Linked DNA regions of Mus musculus: region 1 is linked to region 2. A link is a contact called in public HiChIP or PLAC-seq data. All regions are on one chromosome and are shown on one strand. The core of a region is the stretch at or near the end of the contact, and the rest is flanking DNA. Distances in the headings are between cores, read along the strand shown. Region 1 overlaps Gm40645 (a long non-coding RNA gene). Region 2 holds the start of Lilr4b (leukocyte immunoglobulin-like receptor, subfamily B, member 4B).

Region 1 (5,707 bases), core at 1,383-3,882, 40 kb before region 2:
CCATGAATCTCACATGAAGTAGCTCACTCTGCTGGTGGAGAAACCCATGCACTCTGCTGCACTGTGGAACAGGTCAGCCTGGCCAATGAAGAAAACTGTGGTGCTGCCTCTCAGTCCAGGACATTGGGGGTGCGTGGACCACACTCAGTGTTTACTTCCAAGGTGAACTTTCTGTAATTTCCAAATGAGACTCTTATTTTAAAAGTCCTTCAAATATAAAGGTCATGTAACTTCTTTTTAAAGATTAATTCATGGTTGTAACTTTGGAATATAGCATATTGTGGCTGTTGTCTTTGTTTAATGGCATTCTCTTTGGTCTGTTATTGACAACCCTTAAATTCTTACAGATTTGATAATGGACTGCTGCAGGAACACTAGATAATCTGCTCACTTTCTGTCTTTAGGCTATTCCAGTGCCACACACTTGCCATGATTTGTGCATGCTGCATACAAGGGCTGTGTGGTGTTACCTCACCTTCTTACTCTGCAGCATTCCCATGGGTGGTGGAATGTGGGTGTCCTGGCCTCCTTGGGGCTGGGATGGTCTGTGTCTGTTGGGATCAACCACTTTCTCAGTGGGGGGGGGAGGTCTTTTGTAGAAGTATAGTTGGTTGAGTCCAGTGAATCTTCAGATATCTGGGCTCATTGCTGCAGGAGAGACTTTGTGGGTGGCTGAGCTGTTGGTAATCTCTAGTTTTGAGTCTTTTTGAGCTCCCAGGAGTCTGTTTGTTTTTGCCTGGCTCAGTGCTGCTGACTGATTCAGGAATATGGGCAGTATAATTTGTGCCAGTTTACCTCACATGCCATGCCAGGTAGTTAGTAAAATGGTCCCTTGGCACCTTACAAGGGCCATTCCAGTAGCCCCTGCTGTTACTGACATTTGTTCTGCTGTGTCATTTCCCCTACCCACCCACCTCCTGACTCTAGTGCCCCCTCAATGTTCTTAGATGAGTGTCCCTTGGGGCCCTAATGGTTTACTTTGAAAAAATTAGGGTCTTCATAGTAGGCCTGAGCCTCCTGGATACAGTCACTAGGAATAATGGAATAAGACCGAGGTTCTAGTTGTTGGCCTGATTAAGAGACACAGCCAGGGGCATTTGTGTTGTGTTGCTAGAGGATGAAATCCATAGACCTGGCAAGATGGACAAGAGTGAAAGCATTTGCCAAGAATGTTTTCATTAATCACGGATGTGAGTCGGAGGTTTGAAGACTCTCATCCTTGTGGTCATAGTACCAACCACAAATGATGCCAACTAGCTATGCAATGGCATTATTCCTATGACCTGCAGCACAACTTACTGTAAAGCAAAGTCTTTGGTGTCTAAGAGAAGTGTGGGTGTAAAGCTGAAACTTAAAGGAATTGATGGAAGTGCACCAGCAGAAGTGGAGCCTGTGGCTTATTTTGACTCAACACAGGAAACCTCACCCAGCCTGGACACAGACAGGATTGACAGATAATAGCTCTTTCTCAATACCATAGATGGTGGATCATGGTCATTCTTAGTTGGTAGAGTGATTCCTCTGGTTAATTCCAATGAGGATTTAGATTCTGTAATGCTAACAAGTTATGATACCCCCCAAGCAGTCAGCATCCCCCAACATTTTGAGGTACAAGTGGCATTCAGCTGCCTGAGGTTGAGCAATTACAGGTCAGTGATGCTGTTAGATATCTTGGGCTGCACACCCATAACACTGACTGGCTCAGTATGTGCTTACCCTATGCTGACAGGCATGGGTAACCCGGTTGAACCCTGTTTGTGATGGGAATTCGGGATTGCAATCTTCCCCATAAAGGAGGAATTCCCAGTAAATGCCAGTTAATAGCTTGTGTTGACTAAGTCCCTGCCATTTGTACACACTGCCCATCCCTACTACTGAATGGATGGCTTAGAGAGGGCCTCAGATCAGCCCCACCAGGTTGTCTGGTGAAACCATGTTGGCATGTCCTTGGTAAGGAGGGGCACTAGCTGGTGGGGTGGCAGCTGCTGCTGCTGCTGCACTGACTGCAGTGTGCATGTAGTAAAGAGAGAGACAGCAGCATGGGAGATGAGAGGGTATTGTTTTTGTGTGGCTGGTAGTGAATTTGGATGTGGTGGTCACCTATAGGCTTTTTAGGTCTCTTGAAGTATGAAGCTTGATGCTGCCTCCATCCTTCTTCCTCGAATCATGCTGGCTCTCCCTCAGCAAAGTACTGCCTCTCCCTCCAGGAAGATTGTTCCACAACCAGAGCATGCAAGGTAGGCCAGGCTCATGCTGTGGTTGGGCCTTTCTCATGGCTTTCTCTGTCATGTATGACTGGGGGTTGCCTAGTCCAGCACTCGCCTGTAGGATGTGTTCGTGCATCCCTCGATGCATAGGTTTCCCGGGAGGATCGTGAAAGGCTGAGTGTGTTTTGTTCCCAATTCTAAGAAGGGGCAAAGTGTCCACACTTTGGTCTTCGTTCTTCTTGAGTTCATGCGTTTAACAAATTGTATCTTATATCTTGGGTATCCTAGGTTTTGGGCTAATATCCACTTATCAGTGAGTACATATTGTGTGAGTTCCTTTGTGATTGTGTTACCTCACTCAGGATGATACCCTCCAGGTCCATCCATTTGCCTAGGAATTTCATAAATTCATTCTTTTTAATAGCTGAGTAGTACTCCATCCATGTAGCTGTTTTGTTCTCTCTCAAATTCACTTTTATTTTTAAAAGTTTACATATCTAGGTACATATTTCTAAATATATAAATGCAGTCTGCTTAATTTGTATAATGTTATTTATATGTCTATATTATAGAGCTGACCACATTTCTAGGAGATGCAATCTCATACCACACTTCCTGTTCCTCTGGTTCTTAGAATCCTTCTTCCCCTTATTGCATGATGATCTCTGAGCATTAGTTGCAAAAGAGTGTTAGATCCAGATGGATGCCCTGGATCTGGGCATCACATGATCACTGTTCTTTACTTTTACAGGTTTCAGTTTGTGTAATGTGCTTGTCTGTGGTGAATACACACACACACACACACACACACACACACACACACACACACACACACACACACAACACCAAAACACCTGCAGGCTCTGTGCATGCTGCTCTCCTGTCTCTGTGAGTTCCTGTGAGCTTTAATTGTGTTTTCATAGCAATGGTTCTCACCCTCTGGGTCACTACCTCTTTGGGGGACACATGACATTTTCACATGGGTCACATATCAGATATCCTGCATAACGGAGAATTACCTTATAATCTGTGACAGAATCAAAACTACAGTTATGAAATAGCAACAAAAATAATTTTATGGTTGGGGGGTCACCAAAAGATGATGAAATGTGATAAAGGGTCCCAGCATTAGAAAAGCTGAGAACCAGTGGTTTAGAGCATCTTGTTCAGGTGTTGATCTCCATTCCCTCAGGCTCGTAGACCCTTTTTGGCTCCTTTACCTCTGGGTTCACTGAGCTGTAAGGGGGTGGGTTTGAGGAAGGGATCTGTTTAGGAATGAATGCTCAGGTACTTACTCATGTGCATATAAAGAATGTCATTAGGAGTCATTTTTATTGCTACTTTTCAGTTTTCAAAGTACAATGTTTTTTTACACTATAATCCTAGTATACCTTGTGTCTGGTTCTCGGCCACCCAAGTGCTGTTGAGGACAGGTTCTGTCTTATGTAGTGGGCTTTAATTCAGCTGTGATTTCAGTTGGTTACTCTCACAACCTTTTGCCGCCACTGACCTTGCAGATATTGTAGGCATGACTCCAATGTAGATTGAAGACTTTGTGGCTGGGCTGGTGCTTATGTTTCTCTTTTGGTGGCATGCAAAGTAACTTTTTGTATCAAAGATGCCAGATTCCATTTACCTATGTATTTTGTGATGCCTCACTATATAATGGTCTAGTAATATTTCATTGTGTAAATATTTTGTTTATCAACTCTTTTTGTTGAGGAATGTATGTATTTGTTTACAAATTGTAGTTATGATGAACAGAACAGCAGTGAATATGTTTGTGCACTGGTGTGAATTCTCTGTGTAGTCGGCAGATCCAATTTTCCATTTTCAGTGTGTTGAGTTGTCTTTTGCAATAGGACCTTGCTGTCAGTTGGTGGAGAGTAGCACAGTCTTGGTGACAGCCTGAGTTGTTTGGAGATCTCCATGGGACCAGTGTGGACGCCATCTCTGTTAAGATGTAACCTGTTCTTAGGACTCGAAACTTATTTTTGTGAGAAGAGATAGCCTGTTAGAAATCTGTCTCCTCCAATATAAGGTCATTTTATTTACATTACCTTCATATATTATGTATTTTAGGAAGCTACTACTCCACTAGTTTTCTGTACTGCCCCTTAAATGGCCCTTATTTTTAGCCGCCTCTCCCCAAATATCTCCCCATATTTTCCCTTCCATCTCCCTCCTCACTTGAACCTTCAGGTTTAGCCCCCTCCATTTATCCAATACTTCTTATTCTATCTATTGTTCATAGCAAGATATATATATATATCTGATACTGCTCCTCTAGTTTATACCTACCCTCTGGAGATTCATGAATTTTAGTTTTGCATCATTTACTAAAGAGCTAATGTCCACATATAAGCAAATGCATACCATACCGGTCTTTCTGGGTTTGGGCTGTTTCACTTAGAATGATTTTTTTTTTCTGTTCCATCCATTTACCTGTGTATTTTGGGATGCCCCCTATATAATGGTCTAGCAATATTTCATTATGTAAACATTTTCTTATCAACTCTTTTTGTTGAGGAACATATGTACTGTTTACAAATTGTAGCTATGATGAACAGAACAGCAGTAAATAGGTTTGTACTAATATCTCTTTGGTAGGATGAAATATCCTTTGTGTATATCCCAGGCATGATGTAATTGTATTTTGTGGTATATTGTTTCCCATTTTCCTGAGGAATAACACACTAATTTCCATAGTGGCTGTACAAGTTTTCACTCCTACCAAAAATGGTTGAGAGTTTCCTTAGATTCACTTCCCTGTGAGAATGGGCTGTCACTTGTCATTTATTCATCTTAGCCATTGTGACACTTCTAAGAGGAAATCTTACTAAATAACTGATTTTCATTTCCCTGATTGATAAGTATATTGACATGTGTTTAGTGTTTTTCAGCTATTTGAACTAACTCTTTTGAGAATTCTGCTTATGTCTGTAAACCATTTTATGCTAGAGTTAATTTTTTTCTTTCATATCTACTTTTGTGAGTTCTTTATATGCTTGGGCTAAGTGGAGGTGGTAATAATTGTTTCCTATTTTGCAGACTGCAACATTGTCTGAATGACAGTGTGCATTTCCTTGCTGAGGCTTCTTAGTTTCATGAGATCTCATTTATTTATTGTTGATCTTAGTGCCTGGAATAATGATGTTTTGTTCAGAAAGCCATCTTGTAGACCATGCAGCCATTCAGTTTGACCAGTACTATTTGTTAAAGACTTTTTTCCATTATGTGTTTCTGGCTTCATTATCAAAGATCAGATGTGTATAGCTGAAACTATGCCAGTGTTTTCTATTTGATTCCAACCTGTCTATATTTGTATCAATACCATGCTGTGTTTATTACTATAGCTGTGCATGAGAGCTATAGGTCAATAAACCAAGTAACAGTTCATCCTGACTACAAAACAAAATGAAGGAAACATTCACCTATTGCTGGTGGGAGTGAAAACTTGTACAGCAACTATGGAAATTAGTGTGTTATTCCTCAGGAAG
Region 2 (5,145 bases), core at 1,366-3,865:
AAAGTCAGTTTTCTTCCTGTCTGAATATCAAAAGAACACCTTTATCTACCATTATTATTCAACAAAATTTGTTCAGGGAGATGGAGCCTAGGAAGAAAGTTTATCAGAAATTTCAGGAAGCCAAGCCATTAGAACATCTTGAAAAGGAGGACCTGAACTTTAGGTAGAAAGAGATACTGAGTTCTAAGCAATGTAAGGAACAAAGCATCTAAGTCGCAAATAAGTCCAGATCTCCTACTCTCTCAACTTCAGAGAAGGATTCACCAATTCATAATGATCTCAAATATTGTTATACCCACCTGCTAGAAGAGCCCGCACTTACCATCTTCAGTGGGTGTACAGGACTGTTCCTTGGTTTCTGCCAGAGGTTGATGGAGAGATGAACATTAGAGTTCACAACACTTTACTATGTCCTGTTTCTTTCTATCTCAATCTGGACACTAATTTCAAAAGGATATGACCCTGTTGCAGACAAGGTTTTGTGACTCCGAGTTCTTGGATCTCTTTGAAGATCACAGCTCATCCCATCAATCCTATACAAAGTATATCATTGAACATTTGGAAAGGAGAGAGACTATGAGGGACTCAGAACTGCCACACTGAATCTGGGCAACACGTGTGCTAAAAGTCTCCAGTGTCCAGTTATTAACATGAGCCTGGGCACATGATTTTAGGAAATAAAAACAAGAGGAAAATAGGCAGTGTCTGCCACTGAAGATGGTTCTCACTAGATTTTTGCTAACTTGATACAAGCTAGAAAAATCTGGAAAGAGGCAGCTGCAATAGAGAAAATACATCTATGTCTATGGAAATATTTTCCTGATTTATTGATCTACAAGATCCCAGACCACTCTGGTTTATTCTAATCCTAAATGGATTAGACCTTGATGGTGTAAGAAAGCAATACTGCAAGCCACTATCAAGTAAACTTGTGAGCAGTGCTCCTTTAAGATCCCTACTTCAATTCTTGCTTGCATGCCTACATTTCATTACCTTCTTGATGCTCCATGCAAAGTTAGATGAAATCAATCCTTTTCTCACTAAGTTACTTTATTTATATCATGGTGTTTTTACAACAAAAATAGGAATATAACTAGTACAGAGACATTATCTGATCACTTCATCAACTGTGTGTCTCTCTCAAAGGTCTCTGCTAAATTACAATGAGTCAAGGAAAAAGGCATTTGGACCAGGGGATTCTGACTGCAACTCCTGTATCAAGGGGTGAATGTCTTTTGAACTGAACAGTATTTTTAACCACAGTGCTCCCTCCCTCTTATTCTAAGCCATAGATCATCTTAGGAAAAAGACCCAAGTGACCCAACACACTAAGTGATTATGGGTGGAAGGTGCTTACCTGAGATCATGAGGTCTAGGGAGTTACTTGGTTTTGACCACACCTGTGGTTCATTTCTAAAGAAGCCATAGCATCTGAATGTTCCATTGTGGTTGGGAGCAACAGCATCCAGAACAAAAGTAGCATGGGTTGGCTGATTGGCCTGATGCTGTGAGTCCAGGGTCCACGAGAGGCCATGCTTTCCTTCCTGTATCAGAATGAATCTGCCAAATAGTGTGGATGAGCTGCACTTAAAGGATATGGAAACTCCAGAGGTCACATTAGAGCTGGGATAGACTGACAGGCTGGGATTTTCATATGCTCCTAGAATACAAGGGGCAGTGTGTGAAATGAACATGAGTTACCCACATTGTCCTCCAGGATTGGACTCTGAGAGAAGAGCTCCTGGAAAATAGACCTCCTTCTGAGGAGAGAGCCTGTACATGGTTCCCTGATGTCCTCTCACCTGTCATCACCAGCTCCATGGCATCACTGTGCTCTGAGAAGCCAGCAGCACTCTTATAGTAACAGTTATATATGCCTGCATATGAGGCTGTCATAAATCGAATTTTGAACTTGGTCTTATTCCTGTTTTCCAGAGGGACTTCAGTGTCCCAAGGATTTACACTTTTCTCTTTATCCAGATAATAATACTGGGCCTCCCAGGAACCCCAACACCAGATAATCACAGATGTATACGCAGCGATCACAGAGCCTGGCTCAGCCCAGATGATGGGTTTTGGGAGGTGTCCTGTGAAGAAATCAAAAGCCCAGAACATCTTCCTTCAGACACTAGATCTTAGCACAGAACACACCCATGGAACAAGACATTAGCCCATAAATGTCAATCCCCCATCACCATTTTGAGGAATTTACACACTAGAAAGTAGATTAGAGGTTGTATCATCAGAGTGAAGAATCAAATTCTGGGATGGCTGGAGACACTCACCTGCCTGTACTGCAGTCCTGGGTTCCAGAATAAGAGCTGGAAAAAAAAAAAACAAAACCTTTTTCTCAAAGCTTTTTCACATTGAGAACCAGAGGGCATCCCCTAGGATGTCCATGTGAAATTAAACCTGGCTGTCGAATAGGTTCCCTTACAAACACAAGCATCCACTCCCCCTCATTATACCTCACCAAGGTATAGCAGCACTGTGAGCATGGCGATCATGGTGAGTCCAGGCAATGTTCGTAGCTGTTCTCTTGGGCCAGTCTGACAAATGTCTGTCCTGTAACATCAGATATGCAGTTGTCATCTTGAGGGCAGGTCCTTCCTGTCATGGGTTTTCTACATCATAGCTATTATGAGAAGGGAAACCTCTGTAATTTCCTAAGAGCAGATGACTGCGTAAACACTCATATCTCTCAAGTTCCTTCAGAGAAAAGCCACATCCTTTAGGACACATATCCTGGGGTTAAACACCTTTATATTTTAAACATTTATTTTACTTTTCACTCTCCCTTATCACATTCTCTGTCTTTCTCACTATTTCTCTCTCTCTCTCTCTCCCTCTCTCCCCCTCTCTCTCTCTCTCTCTCTCTCTCTCTCTCTCTCTCTCTCTCTCTCTCTCTCTCTGTGTGTATGTATGTGTGTGTGTGTGTATGTGTGTGTGTGTGTTATGTGTGCTATTCCACACTGCAACTCTGACATCCTGATTCTTCACAGAGGAGTTTTACTCACAGACTCAGTTTCTGTTCCATTCCTCAGCAGAAAAAGAGATAGTATGACACATGTGATATCTGGGATTGTAGTGCAGAGTAATGTGAAAACAAAGTAAAAGTGACTATATATTTTAAGTCTTATTTTACATTTTTATGCTGCTGGTTGGAGTTTTCTGCACACAGAGGAGGAGAATGTTTCCAAAAACATAAAAATGGCAAGAAGGTATATAATTAAGAGGATAAATATTTTGTCAAAGAAAGTTTTTATATACTCACAAATTAGTAATTGACACGTGATGAGTTTTTCTGTTCATGAGTATGTATATATGTGTATATGTGTATGAATTTGATATGATGATTATATGAAGCTAATGAAGTCAATAAGAACCCTAACAAACAAAATAATAGTATATGTAAAATATTTAGAATTATGATAGAAGACAATGAAAACCTAAAACACATTAAAACTGAGTCTGTCGTTTTGGCATAAAGATGGTAATGCCTGAAATAAGTGAAACAAAAAAAAATCTCAATAATAAAATATCTTTATTCCTAAAACATGTCTTCCGGATAAGTATTTGAAAAGTTGATGGAAAAAAAGGACTTCTGCAGAGAAAATCTTTTGTGTGGACCCTAAAGATGCCAAACACTTAGAAGAAGGAAAAATATGACAGATGTGAGGGCTGTGATCTGATGAAGGAATTGCACTGAGACGATAAAGTTTCACTCCTCAGGAAGAACTCTCTTCAGAGATGTATTGTTCAATGTGGCACATGTTATGTACAGTAACACCTATATAGCAATTAAGTGTTGAATTCACAAATCTAATGTTTTGCATATGTGTTGAGAGATATATCATCTTGAATTATTCCTTACACAATGTATATCTGTAATATACCTATTTTGTATCCCAGAAAATATTATTCCTGTTGTAACTTAAAAAACAAGTGAAATGTATAAATAATTTCAAAATATATGAATAGATAACAAAAGCATAGAGCAACACAAGGCCTAGAATAAATGAATCCTTGGAGAGATATTTTGTTGAATCCACTGACTGCATGTCTACCATATGATCAGTTAGTATGGGTGTGCTCCAGTGGATAAGTGTAGACAATAAATTCTCATTGTCTCTTTTCTCTTATCCATAAAAGGATTAATAAAACATCTAATTCCAAAAGTGTAACATGGGTGGGAGGACAAAAGTGTAAACTGAGACAGCAGGAAATATAGAATGAATTTCATCTTCAGTCATAGATGTCAATAGAGTAAATGTTTACACATGAGCTCCAGGGTAAACTCCCAGACAGAAATGAGCATTGTATCTGAGAGAGAAGCACAATATTTTAGTCCTGCACCGAGTACTGCTCTTGGCCCCACATGCCTTAACGTTGGGTCTTACCAATGGCTGTGCTAGCCACACACACCAAAACTTGCCATCATGATGCCCACAGGATAGAAATTTACTTATAGTACTTTTAGCTCCAAATTGAGAAGAACCAAATATTCTCTAGTAAAATCTAGAAACCATGAGCATTTCTTCCATCTATACCTTCCATCTTCCCTTGGAGGAAACCTACCAATACAGCCCTTTTTCTTTTTCAGTCATGTGGAATAGCCTGTCCACATTACCTACAGCAGAGGCCTCAGAAAGGTATCTGGGACACACAGCTTTCTTTTTCCATTTTGCCTATGCCTCTTTAGCTTCTTCTTTCTACCATAAAGACACATTCATTCATGCCTACCAACAAGCTTGCAGAGATGACCTTCTTAAGGGTCTATTGTAACAAACATTCTTCAAACTATGGTGCACTGTTTTACTAAAGGTAGTGTTAAATGTTTGCTGTTTAGGTTGGTTTTGCTAACTTTTCACAGCTGTAGGGCTGTATATTTTATCTAATATTTCTGCACCAAAAGTTCAGGCCCTGTTGCTGTGATGCATGGTCTCCATTATGCATCTGAAGTAAAGTGTAGGCATTGGATGGAGTGGCTGCCTTGGGTCCATTTCTCACTGGGTCCATGTTCCCCCACCCTGAAGACATCTGCTCACCACCTGTTCTTGCTGCCACCTGCAACCTGCTCAGCTCTGTCCCTACCAGAAGGTTTGTTTGTTAGTTTGTTTGTTTGTTTTTCTTTTTCATCAGTAG

Evidence for each region. HiChIP or PLAC-seq counts read pairs in DNA pulled down with a chosen protein or histone mark.
Region 1: a contact with region 2 is called in a BATF HiChIP or PLAC-seq map of CD8 T cells, with 8 read pairs. The contact joins the enhancer-like site here to the promoter of Lilr4b in region 2. A contact is called at or near these places in 1 of 39 promoter capture datasets (macrophages), 1 of 15 datasets of contacts at CTCF or cohesin (CD8 T cells), 3 of 484 Hi-C or Micro-C datasets (bone marrow-derived macrophages and macrophages), 3 of 115 datasets of contacts at active chromatin or transcription factors (CD8 T cells, the HPC-7 cell line and bone marrow-derived dendritic cells) and 3 of 9 other capture datasets (adipose tissue, liver and macrophages).

Annotation. Positions count from the first base shown.
Region 1 is chr10:51,517,371-51,523,077 of GRCm38.p6, reverse strand. Gm40645 (a long non-coding RNA gene) reads left to right here. Exons shown (of 3, transcript XR_871642.2): 3 at 2,116-3,056. Among named protein-coding and RNA genes, the nearest start is that of Gm40645, 6.0 kb to the left of the region's middle. Within about 2 kb of position 2,632, at least 32 of the 459 cell types and tissues checked have an H3K27ac peak or open chromatin away from gene starts, as enhancers often do. A contact at or near this core is called in CD8 T cells and bone marrow-derived macrophages, where this site is marked.
Region 2 is chr10:51,478,082-51,483,226 of GRCm38.p6, reverse strand. Lilr4b (leukocyte immunoglobulin-like receptor, subfamily B, member 4B) reads right to left here and starts at 2,615. Exons shown (of 9, transcript NM_008147.2): 1 at 2,474-2,615; 2 at 2,286-2,321; 3 at 1,803-2,087; 4 at 1,358-1,660; 5 at 323-358. The coding sequence starts at 2,507.